Regions from separate parts of the Mus musculus genome. Here region 1 is linked to region 2. The links are chromatin contacts, called in public HiChIP or PLAC-seq maps. All regions are on one chromosome and are shown on one strand. Each heading gives the region's core, a stretch centred on a gene start, on an enhancer-like site or on the middle of the called end of the contact. The rest is flanking DNA. Distances are from core to core; before and after follow the strand shown.

Evidence for each region. HiChIP or PLAC-seq counts read pairs in DNA pulled down with a chosen protein or histone mark.
Region 1: a contact with region 2 is called in a CTCF HiChIP or PLAC-seq map of large pre-B cells, with 6 times the contacts expected there. The contact joins two enhancer-like sites. A contact is called at or near these places in 2 of 15 datasets of contacts at CTCF or cohesin (large pre-B cells and pro-B cells), 9 of 484 Hi-C or Micro-C datasets (B cells, the C10 cell line, DN3 thymocytes and 6 more) and 1 of 115 datasets of contacts at active chromatin or transcription factors (large pre-B cells).

Annotation. Positions count from the first base shown.
Region 1 is chr9:7,713,195-7,716,098 of GRCm38.p6, reverse strand. No RefSeq gene overlaps it. Among named protein-coding and RNA genes, the nearest start is that of AV064505, 19 kb to the right of the region's middle. Within about 2 kb of position 1,443, at least 10 of the 459 cell types and tissues checked have an H3K27ac peak or open chromatin away from gene starts, as enhancers often do.
Region 2 is chr9:7,215,146-7,218,484 of GRCm38.p6, reverse strand. It overlaps a transcript of Dcun1d5 not described here. Among named protein-coding and RNA genes, the nearest start is that of Dcun1d5, 32 kb to the right of the region's middle. Within about 2 kb of position 2,039, at least 4 of the 459 cell types and tissues checked have an H3K27ac peak or open chromatin away from gene starts, as enhancers often do.

The DNA.
Region 1 (2,904 bases), core at 194-2,693, 500 kb before region 2:
TTTACACATGTTCCTCATTCATATGTGATCTTAACACAGACATAAAATTCTTTTTGGGACTCTGGATCTAGTAGGCTGTAAATGGGGATTCCCTATTGGGCAGTGTTGCCCACACAAGAATCCCACAACAATAGTTCATATTCTAAACCTGCGTTTCTGACCTTCTCTCTGATTCTGTGAACATTTACTAAGAAATGGTATATTTTCTAAGAAATTTCACTTCTTCCTTAGGTTAAAAGATGTTACTGTGTTTTGCTATCAAGAAATTTGAACTGAGAGAATTGGGTATGTTGGTGAAATTTTTGTCTAGCATGTTGCATCTCCAGTACCTTGTCAACCATGTATGGTGATAACAGAACCCAGGAAGTTGAGAAAGAGGGATTCAAGGTCCTTGTTTCACAATGAGTTTGAGGCCAGCCTGGGCTATACAAGACACTGCTTCAATACACATCAGACATTCCACACTCCAAACTTGTCTCTTGCCACCATCAATGCCTGGGATGGTGAGTCTTTTTTCATCACCAGGCCTAAACTGAATAATTCTTGTGCAGATGACTTGGCAAAGGACACTCCAGATTTATAAGACTACTGTAAACCAGGTGTGCTGGTTCACATCTTTAATTCCAACAGGCAGAGGTAGGCAGATCTCTGTGAGTTTAAGGCTAACTTGACCTACAGAGTCAGTTCCAGGTCAGCCAAGGATATACAGTGAGACCCTCTATGAACAAACAAAAACAATCAAACAAGACTCGCATTCTCTGTGGGAGAATCAACCTTAGGACTTGCACTTCTAGCTGCACTGTTTCTTTAACACATAACTCACTGGCCTTTATTATTACCCCCCACCGACTCCCTTTTATACTGGGAATCAAACCCATGACCTCATATTATAGGCAAATACTTTACCATCAAGTTACAGTCACAGCTGTTCCTAAAATTCTTTTCCTGTGGGAGATGTAAACAATATCCCACCCCCCCCCCCCCCTTCCTGAGGACCAATAGGCTGGCGTGTGAGTCCACTAAAGTTCATTTGGGGAACCCTACAGACCCATGAGAGCGGTGCAGGTAGGAGCTCTGGTGGCCTACACAGCTCTGGTGGACTGTCTCTCTCCAGCATGGAGGATGACACCCCATGTTGAGGCAGAGGGAGTCCTCTACCCAGAGCTTCCTTTCCTGTATACTATTCCTCCTCCACACTGGGGCCATGTGCACACAACTAGTAGGGAGGGGTGAACAGGTAAGGGTCCCATGGCACTTTCCATCTCCTCCTTCTACAAGGGCACTGTCAGCAGTCAGCACAGCTGTGATGGTTGCCCTGTAAGAGGCTCACCTGGACTCCTGAAGATACTGGCAGTTTCTCTGGGAGAATAGTCCTACACAACAGCAGTCAATAATTCCTTGTTTTTTCCTCACCGATGAAAGCTTCAGAAGGCAGCAGCAGACCACAGCTGACCCTTAGGAGGAAGTGGGCCAGAGGGCCTGTCTCCTTTGTCCTTATGCTCACTAGGAAATAGAAGAGTTGCTCTTTCACAGGCTTCAAATGATCAGCAAATATGTGGTCGGGGGTCACTTCTCATGACACCTTCTGCATTTGTAGAAAAATAAAAAAATGTGCCAACAACAAAATTGCTCTACCTCCCTTCACAAGGGCTGTAGTTTGGGGACTGACTCATTAGAACGTCTCATCAGTACCAAATCCCTGTCCTTTTTGGTCATTGAGAGTTGGGCTACTATGACAAATGAGGGTAGAAACTAGGAGGCACCAGGTGGGGTCTGTCTGGCATGTTTGTTGTAGTTAGTATGCTTTTGGTTAGAATTGGTTTAAATGGCAGGTGTTTTCATAAGTGGAAGGGTGACCCCGTGTGGCTATTTAGAGTATCACTCTGAATTTTTTGGCTCTTCTGGCTTCAAACTAATTGGTTGACCACCTTTATGTATGTATGTATGTATGTATGCATGTATGTATGTATGCATGTATGTATGCATGCATGCATGCATGTATGTATGTATGTATGTATGTATGTATTTATTTATATTCTGAATGTGTCTTTTGCTTCTTTTACATCAGAGTATGGCAGGAATGGTGCTGTATGAAGGCAAAGGCACATCTGAAGAGATATTCAGATTAAGTCCTGGATGCTGGGAGAGATGGTCCAGGGGTTAGAGCACCTTTGTTCAATTCCTAGCACTTACATGCTGGCTCATAACCATCTCTAACTTCAGTTTCATGTGATCTGATGCTCTCTATCTCCATGGATACCAGATACACACATAGTGCATATAAGTACATTCAGGGAAAACATTCAAACATATTAAGAAGAAAAACAAAAGGCCTGCATGCCAGAGACACTATGGTTGGGTTGATAGTCCCAGCTGCACCCAGCTTTGTAGTCTCAATTCTTGCACAACAGATACATAAGTGAGGTTTGCAAATCTTCCAAACCCATCTACGTCACTCTACAGCTGGGTCACACAGGAGCCCCTAAGTCTCAGAATCTTGGGAACTAATACATGGTTGTTCTTGGGTGGGACTCATGCTTGAGGGTCATTTTCATACAAGAATAGAAAACTGGACAATCCTGGTGTCAGCTGGTCTTCTAAAGAGGACACCAAGATAGGATTACACATGCAATGGATCTTGGGGGAGGGCTAGCTGGATGGCACAGGGATAAAGATGCTTGCCACCAAGACTGGTGGCCTGAGTTTGATTCCCCAGGATTCTCTCTACTTACTGTTTCCCCCTCTTCAGAGGTGTTTTCCCCCAAATCTCTTCAAAATTTGCATTACTTTTTATTTGTGTGTGTGTGTCTTGGTGCCACGTTCTTACACCCACCAACCACATTTTATGATTAATTGGTCATCAAATTTTGAAAAGGGAAGGATCACTTGTTCTACTTTATAAAA
Region 2 (3,339 bases), core at 790-3,289:
CTAGATAATGAATCTAAAACAAGGCTAACATACTCTATCGTTCTAGAAAGTTCCCAGTGAGACTTGAAGCACTTGTCATCATATGCAGATCAAAACAATGCCAGATACTTCCTGACTTTATGTAAGGACGTAATAGAAATTTCTAAATAGAAATCTAGAGTTTCTCCACTCTGTGAAGTACAAGTGGGCACAAAGTGGTGCTCAAAGCACAGCAACTAGAAAGGTAGTGGTCCTTTGAAAGTTAGGAAATAGTACAGGTGAGTGAAGAAGACACAGAGCTCCCTGGTCCAACCAGAACACTTAGTTATTTTAAGAAATTGTACTTCTGGTAAAATTTCTTTTGAAACAGTGTTATCTAATTTTAAAAAACAATTGATTTAAGAGAAGTAGTAAGACATTAAAATACTTTGTTTCATAAAATTCTTCCTGTGCAGTGTAAATGGACAGATTTTTAAAGATAACTATAGCAGTTAAGGCTTGTGTATTCATTCCAAACACAATCTAGACCAGTGGTTCTCAATCTTCCTAATGCTATTCTTTAACGCAGCTCCTCATATTGTGGTGAACCCCAACCATAAAATAATCTCATTGCTACATCCCAACTGTAATTTTGCTACTGTTATGAATAGTAATGTAAATATCTATTTTTCAAACCTCTAGATTTCCCCTGTGAGAGAATTGTTTGACCACAAAGGGGTTCCGACTCACAGGTTGAGAACTGCTGCTCTAGACTAAGAATCCCACTTACTTATATTTAACCACTTCTTAAGAACCACTGAACCATGTCAACTGTACTAACAGAGGAAATAATTGGTAAACATCATTGACATTAGGGGCCAAGTTTTTCTTACATTACCAAATGCATCTATAAGTGGACCAACTCTTTCAAATGATTTTATGTAACTGCTAGCATTTATTGAACACATATCCAGCAAGTTCAACTGATGCTTGATTCAGACTGGAGAATAGATAGTCTGCACGGTATTGCCTTGTCCTGATAAATAAGGATGTTACAAAGATCTTCATGTACAAAGAAATTCAAGAACTAGCATGAGGAAGAAAGAATGCCCAAAGGTGCAGAAAACCAGTCCTGAATGTGAGAAGACCTTCCTAGTGAAAATTGTGAGAAAGAAGAGGGTTCATTCACTGCAGATGTTATATTTCACCTTCAACTTCTCCAATAAAAGTCAGATTGGAAATCCGAGGACTGTAAAAAGGCTAGAATTTCCTTTCCACCGTTGACAATGCTTTTGGTTTTTATTTATTTTGTTTCCTACTAAACATTACAGTCTAATAGTCAATGTCTAATAACCTTTATCCATAGGTAAAGGTTGTTAGAGAAAATAAGAAAAGACAGAAGTATATATTCATATCTTCAGACACAATGATAGGAAAGCTTCCCTAGACGTGTGAAAACAGGTTTGTATAAGCTGTGATGCTTTGTATCTACATATTCAAACAGTGTGGATTAGCCTAAATGCCAAGCACTGTGATGGGTACTTGCCAGCACCAAAGACTAACGGGTCAGGATCTCTAAAACTGAAGAGAACAGATATTTAGTACACAGGTGCAAACTCTGGAGCGCTGGGAATGCTTGTACAACAGCTTATTTACATAGGTACTCACTTGGATATGGTTTTGCCTTGACTCCTATTACAAGATCAGCACAGTTAGGAGCTAAATCTGTTTTCTGAATAAATATTTTCATGTACAAGATTTTCTTTAATTAGCTCCATATTCTGTTCCATTTATATGTTTCTATGTTCAATCCATTATCATATCTGAACATAACTACAGTAAATGATACTTGTGTTTTCCTTGGATTTTATATGGAGATATATAATAACATCAACAACTAACTCCCTCTCCCTCAAAATCAGTCTTATTTTGTACTTTCAGAATAATAAGAAAAAACCCACAGTGGATGGAAAACTTGATTCTAAAGAGACTAAGACATTCATTTACTGAGGTTGAATGTTTAAGATTAAGCTAGCTTAATTAAATTCACTCAGTTCTTCACAATCCAGAAGCAGGCAAGGCTGCCCTCTAGTGCTAAAACTATCGAATTGAATCAGAAGGCATTTTCCAACTACCAGAAGTGAATTAGCATAGTATTCTTAAAACGTAAAACTGTATTGTTCAGAACAAAAAGTTTGAAATAATAAAATGACACATATCCTTTTAATGTACCATTTGATTATATATTTGGTAACTATTATCAGTATTGCTTTAAAAATCCAAGTGCTTCATAACATTAGGGGGTGTGCTGTGTCTGAGAATGTTAATATTACATCATTACTTGAAAAAGAAATTAAAGAAATTACCTTCCAACAACAACAACAACAACAACAAAGCGCAGGGCCAGAAGGGTTTAGTGCAGAATTCTATCAGACCTTCAAAGAAGACCTAATACCAATACTCTTCAAACTACCCCACAAAATAGAAACAGAAGAAAGACGACCCAATTTGTTCTATGAAGCCACAATTGCAGCTTATACCTAATCTACACAATCCCAACAAAGAAAGAGAACTTCAGAGCAATTTCCCTTATAAATATTGATGCAAAAACATTTAATAAATTTCTCACAAACTGAGTCCAAGAACACATCAAAACTATCATTCACCACGATCAAGTAGGCTTCATCCCAGGGATGCAGGCATGGTCAATATACAGAAATCCGTCAATGTAATCCACTACATAAACAAATGCCACAACAACAATAATAATAATAAAAAAAACCAAACCACATGATCATTTCATTAGATGCTGAGAAAGCATTTGACAAAATGTAACATTCCTTCATGTTAAAAGTCTTGGAAAGATGAGGAATTCAAGGCCCATATTTAAACACAGTAAGAGCAATATACAGCAAACCAGTAGCCAACAGCAAATTAAATGGAGAGAAACTTGAAGCAGTCCCACTAGAATCAGGGACTAGACAAGGCTGCCCTTTCTCCCATTCTATTCAATATAGTACTTGAAGTCTTAGCCAGAGCAATTAGACAACAAAAGGTCAAAGGGATACTAATTGGAAAGGAAGAAGTCAAAATATCACTATTTGCAGATGATATGATAGTATAATTAAGTGACCCTAAAAATTCCACCGAAGAACTCCTACAGCTGATAAACAACTTCAGCAAAGTGGCTGGATATTAAATTGACTCAAACAAATTAGTAGCCTTCCTATACTCAAAAATACACAGGCTAAGATAGAAATTAGAGAAACGACACCCTTCATAATAGTCACAAACAACATAAAATATCTTGGTGTGACTAACCAAGCAAGTGAAAGATCTGTATGACAAGAACTTCAAAAGTCTCTGAAGAAAGAAATCGAA